Linked DNA regions of Zea mays: region 2 is linked to region 1. Evidence: chromatin contacts called from public Hi-C data. All regions are on one chromosome and are shown on one strand. The core of a region is the stretch at or near the end of the contact, and the rest is flanking DNA. Distances in the headings are between cores, read along the strand shown. Region 1 holds the start of LOC103626494 (phosphoinositide phospholipase C 2). Region 2 holds the start of LOC103626499.

Region 1 (3,178 bases), core at 271-2,770:
ATTATTAGAAAGATGTCGGAGATATTTATGTGCTACATTTTTACTATAGATGAATGAGACGAAGAGTATCATGTAAATTACAGAGTAGAAACAAATTCTACTAATGCATAAAATCATTTCTCATCCTCCAATCTATGAATTTGAGATAGACTTATATCTAAACTTTGTAAAGTGGTGGAATGTCAAATTTCAAACTAAATAAGTTATTTTATTGAGTGAATTCCAATTTCTCTAAAATGAAGGGATCCAAACACCCCCTTAGAAAAATGGATTTTTTTAAAAAAATAGGGTTGTCAGACTAATCCTGAGATGTTGTATTTCGTCCGTTTATTTATTCGAATTTGATTCGAAACACCAAAAGGCATGTAAGAAATAGTTGATTTGCGAGACATATAAGAGATACGATTTATCTTATTTGGTTGTTAAACGACACATGAGGGAGAAAACAGATCTATGCGCTTAGTGTGTGATGCATGATAGTAGAAACTCATACCTTAGTAAAGTGAAGACTCATGACGGCGAAGAGTCGTGACAGTGGTTTGAGGCTCTTACCGACCAGGGAAGGTAAAAGTTGTGCCACGAGTGGGGCATGACGGGCGACGATGACTGATGTGTCGAAAGCTAGCAAGATGATCTGCTCGATGTCATCTATGGCGATGCAGAAGAATCTGGATGAGGGAGATGGAGGCGGGGATAGAGATGGGAAGTTCAGGTTAATACATGACGCCACCAACGTGGAGAAAGCGCTCGTGGTGGTTGCACATACAAGAGATAAGACTTATCTTATCTAGTTGTTAAGCAAGACGTGGGGGAGAAAAACCAATCTACGTGCTTAGCGCGTGACGGACGACAATAGAAACTCATACTTTAAAGGAATAGTGTAAAGTGATTATGGGTTGTTTTTGAAGAAATGCAAGGTTTTTTATAGAAGTGTTGATAATCGTCAAAACTGATGCAGGAGTAGAGACATACTACCTATTTAACATCGGGTTAGGTTCAATAAATGTTTGGCATAGCTCACGTTCGACCCGTGCATAGTGTCTAAGTCGCATCAGGTTAGTCTGTGCCTCCTTGTTAGACCTGCCGTGTCAGGAGTTTTTGGCTTTGAATAAAGTTTTTCGGGTTGGATTGAATTTTGGATAAAAAATATGGCATATACTCGATCCTGGATTATTGCGGATGGCCTGTATTCGCTCGTTGCACTGACTGAGTCAAACTTCGGTTGTTTTTTTTTGGCAAACTTGGTAGTGTCGGTTGGCAATTGGCATATGCTTGAGTCAAGTGTAGGTATACTTAGGCCCCGTTTCAATCTCACGGGATAAACTTTAGCTTCCTGCTAAACTTTAGCTATGTGAATTGAAGTGCTAAAGTTTAGTTTTAATTACCACCATTAGCTCTCCTGTTTAGATTACAAATGGCTAAAAGTAGCTAAAAAAAAGCTGCTAAAGTTTATCTCGCAAGATTGGAACAGAGCCTTATTATATGCAGAAAATACACTGCTTAGCTTGGGTTTGTTTTGCGGGCTTGGAAGAAGATGTTGTAGCATGTAAGGAATAGTTGATTTGCGAGACTAGTAAGGGGTTTTGTGGAAACTAACCGCTCCACCTTTTGAAATTCTTCTTCTTCCTGGTTTTTTCCGTGTGGTTGCTTTGCTTAGCACTGGCACAGCGCAGCACATGAGGAGAAGAAGAGGGAGGAGTAATTATTTATTAATTAACAAAGAGAAGACTTCTTCCTTCCTCGTCGTCTCCAGCCCATTCCAATTCTTGATTCCATCGCCCCACCATCCACAACTCCCCTAATCCTTCCAACCTCCTCGTCGTCCAGTCCACCACCTCCACGCGCAATGGCCAGCGGCTAGGCGGCACCAACCAGATCACAAGGATTCGTTTCATCCGGCAGCGCAGCTCTAGAGCCTCCATGGGCAGCTACGCGTACAAGTACTGTATGTGCTTCACGCGCAAGTTCCGATCCCCGGACGCCCAGCCGCCGCCGGACGTCCGCGCCGCCCACCTCTCCTTCGCCTCTGACGCCCATGCCCTCCGCCGCTTCGTCGCCGGCGTCCAGGGCGAGTCCCCCGCCGACGTCGACCGCATCCTCGCCATGCTCTCCGGGGGCCACAGCCATGGAATCGCCCGCCTCGTCACAAGGTCGCCGGCGGCATCCACGCCCACGCTCGAAGACTTCTTCGCCTTCCTCTTCTCCCCCGACCTCAACCCACCCATCGCGCACCAGGTTGTTGTTAATCGAATGCATCATTCTACTAGTACTGAAGCTAATTTCTCTGCTGGTGGCCGACTTATTCACTGCTCAATGCGTCACGTAGCTGTGGCTTGTTCCACAAAGACTCCACTACTACCTGTCTGTCTGTCTCAGCCAAAGGAATTGGGAGCCCTTTCTCTCCGTCTCTGTCAACTCTGTTACCTGCTGCCATTCTATCGGGATGGGGACATAAACATCGCAGTTACCAATTAGATAGCTGAGTGCTAGTACACATCGATATCGATGTATAGAGACAGACATGTTTGCACCAAACACAGGAAATCACCTTTCTTATTGCTCTTACCTCTAGGTGGCTTCATGTGCCTTTAGATTGCTTACTATCCATTGCTCCCTGCCATCTCGAACTGAAAGCTCCAGACAAAACACAAAACACGGACTTCATTATAGCAAATTGTTTTTGTTTCGTCTTACTAAACTTCGCCTGTTCTCTCATCGTTTTTAACTCTTTGCCCAGGTTCACCAGGACATGTCAGCGCCGTTCTCTCACTATTTCGTGTTCACCGGGCATAATTCCTACCTCACTGGGAACCAGCTCAATAGTGACTCCAGTGACGTCCCAATTGTAAAGGCGTTGCAGAGAGGTGTTAGAGTCATTGAACTCGATATGTGGCCCAATCCTTCAAAGGACAATGTCGATATTCTTCATGGAGGGTACGAATGCTGTTTTTCTTTGAAACATTTTCACTTTTTTATAGCGCACGAATATATTTGCGTATGAAAGCAACTGCATGCGTGAGAGGAATGCCTCAGAATTTTGCTTAGCTTATTGCTTTATGTACAAATGCATCACCTTTCTTTTCTAAGGAAATCACCCTCTCACTTCACAAAATGTTTCCCTGACTTATATTTCTTTGCATTTGAAAGGACATTGACTGCCCCAGTGGAAATGATCAAA
Region 2 (3,238 bases), core at 578-3,077, 170 kb after region 1:
ACGATGAACGATGAATAGGAACTATGAACAAACGGACGAACGATCGAATGATCGGACGAACGAACGATCGGAATTTCAGCAGCATAACGGCAGGACAAAGATTATCTGGAAGAACGATGAATAGGAACTATGAACGAACGATGAACGATCGAATGATCGAACGATCGGACTTTCGGCAGCATAACGACAGGAAAAAGATTATTTGGACGAACGAACGGATGAACGATCGAACGATCGAACGAACGAACCATGAACGATCGGACGAACGAACGAACAAACTAAGAACAGGGGGACGAACGATCGAAGAACGACCGAACGATCCTTGTGCTAGTGTGTGCTTGTGTGGAACATGGAGTGGGTGTGTGTGGGGGGGGGGGGGGGGGGGAAGAGAGTTGCCATGAAATGGCTTGGGGTGGGATGAGAGGAGGCCCTTGCCCCTCTATTTATAGCCATGATGGGGGGATTAGGGGGAGGGATGAGAGGATTAGTGGGAGGATGAGAGGATTAGTGGGAGATTAGCATGGATTTGTCTTATATGAGTGTAATTAGCTTGTAGAGCTCATCGTATGACACTGGAGGCATACGTATACGTATGAGCATGAGGAAAGTTATGAAGAAAATATTTGTAGGGACTTGAAAAATGATTTTGAAGGTATTTCTTAGGAAGAAAATACTTGGAGATATATCGGTGGAATATTCTGGCAGTATTTCTGGAAAGAATTTGAGGGGGCCACTGGGGAAATATCTGGGTAGTATTTCTCGAAACAATTTGAGGGGGGATCACTGGGGAAATATTTGTAGGATATTTGAGGAGGATTTTGGAGAGAATATAGACCACTATATTTTATTTGTTGATATCAACTCGCAAACAAACATTCTGAAATGAAATTTGAAATTCATTTTGAATTTAGAGCGAGTTCGAGAAAATTTCAAGATTTGAAATTTTGGGATGCTACATTATCCTAAGTCCAATAACAACATTTAGCGGTCCAAAATGCATTACATGGCACAATTTCATGGTTCAAATACATTACATGTCATAGTTTTATAGTTCACAAATACCATCAAAGATACAATACATCTTCCGATGAAGATTATTTCCACAGGTGTGCATTCCACTGATCATGTGTCGTATTATACTAATACTTTGCTCACGCATCAACTACGCCTTTACTTCGCCCAAGTCTACCAGATCCACGTAGAAGTGTACTCCACGAGCCCACCAACATTTGGTAGTACTTAGGCTCCTCCCATTGGGACACCCACCTCATCGATTTTCGAGTCACTTCACCGACCGAATAATTCACATGCAGAAGAAGGGTGAAGATGAATATTGTCTTTCATTGCTATAACCAGGGGTACAATATGCTTACCGTAGGCCGTCATGTCCCATCCCGTGAACGTGGTCCTACGCTCCCCAGGTGTGTCGTGATCTTTGCTTTTATGTAGTGTCTTCTCCTTTCTAGAAAGTGTTCTCCTAAACATGGCACGAACATCCCCTTGGGAGGAGCCATCACCTGTCTCATACATGTCACTGCTCCCCTTCCTTGGAAGGTGTTGCTTGAAACGTGTAACAACACCCATTTTACTGTTTCTTACAATACTTGGACTTAAATTCGAGATATATATTGTTCCTATATTTCTAAACCGGATCGATCCGATCCAACATCCCTAAAAATAGTAATAATATTAAATATTATTACAAGTAGTAGTACCAAACTACCAATGCTAAAAAGATTTAAAATTTAAAGGAAGAAAATCCGTGAAACCTAGCTATCAGAGCCCCCATTTTATCTCTATCCGGGACCGATTAATACTAATCAACAAAATCGTCGGATTTTTTTTTATTTTTTCGAAACTTGTTTCATTTTTAGTTTAAACTCTATTGCATATTTTCAAATTTAGTTTTAGTGAAAATCTTAAAGTAGCCCATAGTATTTGTATAAAAACTGTCATCATTTTTTTCTTCAAAATTTATAAAATATCTCAAAATTAAATGAGTAAATTGATGATACGGCTTTATCCACCGTCATCTAGTTCGTGAACCTTGGTTCTGTCGATGCAGCTCATCAATTCCATTCCCAGCTCCGGAAAATCGAGAAATTTCGATTGGTTATTTGATTTGATTTGATTCTGGCCGTGCCGAACCCTAGCTTCCATCTCGGTCCAATCTCAGTTCCACATATTGTTACTCCTCGGCAGCAGAGGAGGCCGTCGTGGAATGAGTTGAGGATGACGGCATACTACTCGTGCTCCTAGGAAAGGTCAGGGAAAGGAAGAATTCGAGCCATGGAGGACGAGGCGGACGGCGGCGGCGAATCCTTCGTGCTGCGCTCCGGCGTCCGCGCGGGCCTCAAGCGCGAATTCGCCTTCGCCATCGCCTCGCAGGCCGTCCTTTCGTCCTCATACGCACCCCTGGGCCGCACCCGCCGCTCATCCCGCATCCTCAACCCATCGGCCGCTTCGACCCCCTCCGTCGCCGGCGCCGCCGTCTCGACATCCTCCTCCTCAACCCCCGACACAAAGCCAAAAGCCAAGCGCCCGCGCCCACCAGATCCTCCCCCTCCCCCTCCCTTCCCCCCTCCACCAGACTATGCCCCTGCCCCCGGAGAAGACCATGACGGGGCCGCTGTCGGCCCCGTGCTCGCCTTGATGGCTGCTGCTGGGCCCAGCCCTCCGCCGACGCCTTTGACTCCGCAACCCCATGCCGACGCGGATGCGGATCCCGCACACCTCGCCAACATCATCATTCCGCCGGAGTCGTCGCCCAGGCGCATCACGCGCTCCATGCTCCAGCCCAAGTCTCGCCTTCCTACCGCCGCTCGTTCTCCTGACAATGCGGCACCGCTCAAACCAAAACTGGAACCGCCGGAAGAGGAGGATGGCAAGCCGGTTCCAGCGTTGAGGCGCTTCACCAGATCACTACTGGTCAAGGACAAGGACAGCAACGACGACGACCTCTCAGGCACCACCACCGCCAGCAATGCCTCCTCCCCTTCGCCCAAAACCAACACCACAAGTACCAGCAGGAGCAGCAACAAGGGGAATAAGAATACAAACAAGATTCCCACCAACCTCAGGGAGCTGCTCGCCACCGGCATGCTCGAAGGTCAGCCCGTCAAGTACATCATGAGGAAAGGCAAGGTATGTATGTCGCCATACTCTCTATTTACTGACCCACTGTTAAATCGCAAATCTGTTCCCTTCACTCTTCTTTCTTACTATAAGAGACGCCAGC

Evidence for each region. A called contact is a pair of places that touch in the nucleus more often than the background predicts.
Region 2: a Hi-C map of ear shows a contact between it and region 1, with 2.7 times the contacts expected there. The contact joins the promoter of LOC103626499 here to the promoter of LOC103626494 in region 1. A contact is called at or near these places in 3 of 25 Hi-C or Micro-C datasets (ear, leaf mesophyll and tassel).

The regions. Positions count from the first base shown.
Region 1 is chr5:67,740,182-67,743,359 of Zm-B73-REFERENCE-NAM-5.0, forward strand. It overlaps LOC103626494 (phosphoinositide phospholipase C 2), which reads left to right and starts at 1,521. Exons shown (of 9, transcript XM_035959059.1): 1 at 1,521-2,235; 2 at 2,738-2,934; 3 at 3,148-3,178. The coding sequence starts at 1,921.
Region 2 is chr5:67,909,750-67,912,987 of Zm-B73-REFERENCE-NAM-5.0, forward strand. LOC103626499 reads left to right here and starts at 1,828. Exons shown (of 18, transcript XM_008646912.3): 1 at 1,828-3,144. The coding sequence starts at 2,290.